Linked DNA regions of Sus scrofa: region 2 is linked to region 1. The links are chromatin contacts, called in public HiChIP or PLAC-seq maps. All regions are on one chromosome and are shown on one strand. The core of a region is the stretch at or near the end of the contact, and the rest is flanking DNA. Distances in the headings are between cores, read along the strand shown. Region 1 overlaps UPF1 (regulator of nonsense transcripts 1). Region 2 overlaps KLHL26 (kelch-like protein 26).

The links. HiChIP or PLAC-seq counts read pairs in DNA pulled down with a chosen protein or histone mark.
Region 2: an H3K27ac HiChIP or PLAC-seq map of alveolar macrophages shows a contact between it and region 1. The contact joins two enhancer-like sites. A contact is called at or near these places in 2 of 47 Hi-C or Micro-C datasets (embryonic fibroblasts and epiblast stem cells) and 1 of 2 datasets of contacts at active chromatin or transcription factors (alveolar macrophages).

Annotation. Positions count from the first base shown.
Region 1 is chr2:58,993,609-58,996,405 of Sscrofa11.1, reverse strand. UPF1 (regulator of nonsense transcripts 1) reads left to right here. Exons shown (of 24, transcript XM_021083471.1): 3 at 1-52; 4 at 2,605-2,772. Among named protein-coding and RNA genes, the nearest start is that of UPF1, 19 kb to the left of the region's middle. Within about 2 kb of position 1,450, at least 6 of the 83 cell types and tissues checked have an H3K27ac peak or open chromatin away from gene starts, as enhancers often do. A contact at or near this core is called in alveolar macrophages, where this site is marked.
Region 2 is chr2:59,182,679-59,185,475 of Sscrofa11.1, reverse strand. All of the region lies in intron 1 of KLHL26 (kelch-like protein 26), which reads left to right. Among named protein-coding and RNA genes, the nearest start is that of KLHL26, 9.9 kb to the left of the region's middle. Within about 2 kb of position 1,400, at least 27 of the 83 cell types and tissues checked have an H3K27ac peak or open chromatin away from gene starts, as enhancers often do. A contact at or near this core is called in alveolar macrophages, where this site is marked.

The sequences.
Region 1 (2,797 bases), core at 201-2,700:
GTAATACTAGCAAGAAGTGGTTCTGTAATGGACGTGGAAATACTTCTGGCAGGTAGATAATCAAACCGAGCATGTGTCTTTAATCAGTGCTGTGCTCAGATTTGTGTGTAAATTATGGAAATGTTGAAGCAAAGCACAATATAAAATCACGCTAACAAACCTGGTTTTTTCCCCTCCTCTGTGACCGGTTTAACTTGAAACAGATGGTGGTGTGTGAATGCTTTAATGTATTTACCCTTGATTTATTCTCTGCGGTTCTTTTTATTATGCAAGTAGGGTTGGCTTAATTCTCGTTCCCAGTTTTTATTTATATTTTTCTGCAAGATGAGCTCCTGGCATGCCTATTCATCTTCATTACTGGGTGCCTGGGGAGGATGTTCCCAAGACACTAATGGGCATCCATGGGAGCCGCTTCCTGAGGAGGCTCCCTCTGGCCTTAGCTCATCGGAGCAGTCCTGAGGCTAATATGGGCCAGATCCTGAATCATCAGATTAAATTAAGTTCACTTGACCGTTGACTCTGGGCTTCCCTTCCTGCTGTTGATCAGCAGCAGCTGTGACTGGGTCCCTTGTTTTGTGTTTGGGGTGAGACCAGCATTGTGCGGGTACTCGGACTCCAGGGGAGAGTCCGTTTGTCTAAGCTCAAGTGGGACTCCTCAGCCCCCACTGCTGACATGGGTCTGGCCCTAGTGGCTCCTTCAGGGTTGCCATGATATGCAGCGACTCATTCCATTGCCGTAGAGAAGCAAAGCAGAATATCTTTGGGACAAGGCTCCAAATTGCCAGCAAGAGTCATCTTTGGAGTTCCCGTCGTGTCTCAGCAGTAATGAACCTGACTAGTATCCATGAGGATGAGGGTTTGATTCCTGGACTCAGTCAGTCAGTTAAGGATCTGGCATTGTCATGAGCTGTGCTTTATGTCACAGACACAGTTTGGATCCCGAGTTGCTGTGGCATAGGCTGGTAGCTGCAGCTTCAATTCAACCCCTAGCTTGGGAACCTCCATATGCCTCGGGGAAAGGGAAGGTGTCACCTTCCTCTGAGGTTCGTGTTTTAGAGAAATAAAGTGACCGAATTCATAGGCAGGTTTATTTGTACAGAGCCCCTACTCTTCCTGTGCTTTGGCAGCTGTGGACCAGGGTTCACCATCATGTGGCCTGAGGACACAGGATAGTCAGATCTTGTGCCACCTTGGAGTTAGTGGTGGGGTTCTGAGTGAAGCAAGAAAGGGGGCTGGTTTTCTTTAGAGATTGGAAAGGAAGAGCATCTTCACAGTAATCAGAAGAGACTGGCATCCTGTCTTCTGAATGTTCTGGGTAATGTAAGTGTGACTCTGTTTGCGTTAGTTCCTCTTCTGCAGGAAAAGCAATTAAATAAAACTTGTCTTAGCTGGCAACCCCAGCTTCCGGTCAGCAGAGCCAAAATCAAGGAAGTGAGCAAGGGGCCTCTAAGGGAAAACCCTCAGTCAACCAGTATTGTGTATTCTGTGCAAGGTCAGATTGTGAGGGTGAAGGGGTAGCCACTCGTCCTCAGGAAGCTTCCAGTGTAATGGGGTGAGGTGAGCATAGAAAAACAGGAGAAAATCACTGATTCTGGTAGAATGCCAGTGGTGGTGGCTCCAGAGGGAATTGGGGGGCTTTGGAGGTACTGAGAGCAGTGATGATTAGTTAGATAATCTGACAGTCTTCCTGGGGCCAAAGAGGGTTAGGATGTTGGCATCTGAGCCGTAGCTTGGAGGAGGGTTTCCCAAGGTGATGCAAAGGGAAGGCTGGAGGCCCCATAGGCATGCTTAGCATCTGACAAACCTGCAGCAAGGCCGCAGATGGCAGGGGTGGCTGGGAGAGCCTGAGGTGCCCCAGAGTGTGGCTGGCATGACGGCGGGTGGAATTCAGTGACTGGAGAACTCAGTAAGGCCCTGGCTTAGGTGAGCCATGAGCTGGAAATGAGAAGGATGGCAGAGCCCTGGCCACACGCAGCAAGGAAAGAGCCAAGGTGGCAGGGCTTTCAGACAGTTCAGAGCTGGCCCTGTGCTTCCGGAAAATAGTCCTGACCACCCCACATCCCCTGCCCCCACTCCATATTTTTTACTGTCCTCAGGTTTCTAATACATTTGGTTATCAGGTTTCCTGGCCTGCAGCAATGAGAAGGGATTTTGCTCCTGGAAGCAGGCACAGGGGCCATGAGAAGTGATTTTGAAAGGAGCAGCAGAGAAACTACAGGGAGCAAAGAGGAGCAGTGGGAGGGGCAAGCCTCCTGCCTCTCCAGGACAGCAGCCTTGGCCCCAGAGATAGATTCAGTCAGGCCTGATAAGTTGGATTTAAGAAAGCAGGAACTGGGGAGGGGTGAGAGCAGGGGAGAAGCAGGAACTATGTGAAACGTGTTAGGGAAGTTTTCCTTAAAAATGGTTTGAGTCGGATTGATTTTTATGCTCAGTGGGGAGCCAGTTCAGGGGCGGGCTGGTCCCCTGGGATGCCAGATGGATGAGGTGTGACCGTTCCTGTTAATGGACCGTGAACGGTACCGGAACTTTTAACGGGGCTCAAAAATTGGAAGTGGTGAAAAGCCAAACTTTGGGTGTTAACTATTTATCATTTCCTGGTTTCAGCCACATCGTAAATCACCTCGTGAGGGCAAAATGCAAAGAGGTGACTCTGCACAAGGATGGGCCCCTGGGGGAGACGGTTTTGGAGTGTTATAACTGTGGCTGCCGCAATGTCTTCCTCCTCGGCTTCATCCCTGCCAAGGCTGACTCAGTTGTGGTGCTGCTGTGCAGGTGAGGGTGGGGTCCCTTTTCAGCC
Region 2 (2,797 bases), core at 151-2,650, 190 kb before region 1:
TCCCTTGCCTGACACCTGCCAGGGGCTTCCTTACTCTCAGAACAAAATCTACTTCTCCATAGAAGTTCCCCTGTGGTGCAGCAGGTTAAGGATTCAGTGTTGCCACAGCTGTGGTGTGGGTTCGATCCCTGACCTGGGAACTTCCACATGCCGTGAGTGCAACCAAAAAAAAGAAAATTTACGTCTCCACGTGATTCCCTCAGTCCCCATGGTGAGGAGGTGCCCATCTACCAGGCCCATGTGCTTCCACAGCCCACCAGTCTCCAGCGGCACGCTGGGGCCCTTTCCGAGCCTTTGACTCAGCTCTCTCTTTGCTGGAGTGACCTGTCCCAGAGCTTTGCACAACTCCAGTGTTGCCTCCTTGGGGCTTGGCCACTCTGCACCAGGGCCCTGCTGCCTGCCCCTCTTTGTCCTTTGCCTTGTGCTCCTGTACATTTTTTCTTTTTTTGGCTGCCCTGCGGCATACGGAGTTCCCAGGTCAGGGATCAGATCTGAGCTAAAGTTTCAACCTATGCTGCGGCTGTAGCAACGCTGGATCCTTTAACCCACTGTGCTGGGCTGGGGTTTGAGTCTGCGTCCTTGTGCTGTAGAGACGCTGCCGATCCCATTGAGCCACAGTGGGAACTCCACATTCTGTGTTCTTAAGGACCCGTATCCCCTAGAATATGTATTCCCTGAGGGCAGGGCTTCACCGTGGAAGCTCTGATACAATCTAGCAGCTATTCCACATACAGCCTGGGATGGGTTTGTAAGAGGAGCTGGCCTGACCGGGGGGTGGGGGTGGGGGCTTCTGGAACAGTCCTCCGTGGCTGGCAGAGCAGGGGTCACCCTCCTCCTGATTTTAGTTAATGACAGGGCCCGGGTTGAGAAACAGAAACTCACAGGCATGTTGTCAGTGAATCAGCCCTATCAGAGAGAAGCCAGTGAGCCGTACCCTTTTGCATGTGCTTCGTTTCGTTCCGGACAGGATCTTAGCTCCATGTCGAAGACGGGAAGCAGCCAGCCGCTCTCTCTGTCCAGCTGCCTGTAGAGGGAAGTGGGGGCTGGGGCCTGTTGGGTCCCCACCACGGTCCACCGGCCCTCCTCCTGTGGTAGCCGCTCTGCAGCTGTGCAGACGGGCTCTTAACACTTGTTCACCCCGAGTCTCCGGTCCCTGCCTCCTCCCTCCGCCCCTTTCCCCCCAATTCCCTCCAGAGAGGGCTGCTCAGGATTCACAAAACTTGTTCCCCCTGCCTCTGAGAGCTGTCGGCTAGCATTCCTCTGCAGAGGGTTTTGGGGCGCATCCAGCGTGATTTCAGACCCCTCGCTGAGAAGCCCAGCGGCTGATCCCTTCCCGTGGACCACCTCGCCGCACACTGAAAATATTGTGATTCGGAGGAAGTAACCGGCACCTTTGGGGAATCGCAGACCTTTCCTGTGAGGGAAGCAGCTTCCGGAATTGAAGACGCTCAGCCTGGAGGAAGTCTTGAGGGGTGGACCTTTGGGCTTTTAAAGGCCTCAAGGGGGGGTCACCCGAGGATCGAGGATAAGGCCGAAGCCGCTTTTCTGACGCCACAACTGTGAAATTCCACCGGGGTCAAAGACAGGATTCGAGTGGGGAGCGGGCTGGGCTGGGCTGGGCTGGATATCCGGAGAGCTCTCCTCTCAAAGGGATGTTAGAATTTGAAGCAGCCGCAGCCGGGGAAAGCAGCAGTGGGGAGATGTGATCACCCAGAGTCTTCTGTGATCCTATTGAGAATGGAGCATTCTCCAGAGCCTCCAGAGGCGGGGTTTGGGGGTGTGTGTGACAAAATGCCAGTGAAGCAACAGTCATGGAGGGCAGCCCCACTGCAGCCTCCACTTGGAGAACTTCCAGGACTGTAGTTAAAGGCATAACCATGTGCTCGCCTCGGTGAAGTCTGGTCCATCCCAGGAGGGCTTCACTTTCTCTCTTTTCTCCACTCCTCTGTCATGTGAGGGGGAACAGCAGCTCGTGGTTCCATAAGGCAGGGAGGCTGGGAACACACAAGTGTTTATGCTCCACTTGCAGAAACTCTGGGTGGTGTTTGCTGTGCCTTGGCTGGTGGCATTGGGCTGCCCTGCAACTCCAGCCTTAGGCATGCTTCCAGCATTTTAGCATTTAGAGTTGCTGGACTTTCACAGTAGGGGGCATGTGTAGCTTGCTGACCTTTCACAGGGAGGCAGTGGCTGCCTCGATAAAGGCAGGCGGTGTGCAGGCTGAGTCTGGTCACCAACCATTCGCCCACAGATCAACCAGCAAGCCTTCCTCACCCCCCTTTCCGGGGAAGGAAGCCCATGTGCACTGCAGGGAGGGGGCGGGGGCTGGAGAAGTGTTAACCCCACAGTGGTTTTAACACTGGAGTGGTGAGGGGTCAGAAGGAGTTGGCCCTTCAGCGTGGGGAACACATGAGCAGAGTGGTGAGGCCAGACATCCTAGAGAGGAGCCTGCCAAGGGCTTCCTGGTTGAGCCCAGTCAAAGGATATCATACCCCGTCCCAGGACTTGGACCAGGGGGCCACGTGGAGCGGGTAACAGAGCAGGTACCAGCAGCAAGCAGAGGTAGGAGTCAGGCCCCGGCCACTGCTGCCACCTTGCAGCCATCCACCTGCCACCTCACTCCTCCATCCACCTCTTCATCCATCCAACCATGCTTCTATCTATCCCTCTATCCCTCTGTCCGTTCATCCATCCATCTACCCAATCACCCATTGTCCATCCATGCATCTATCATCCACCCACCCAGCCCCTCAGTCATCCAGCCATCTAATGCACAAGCGTGACTCAGTTCTGAGCACGT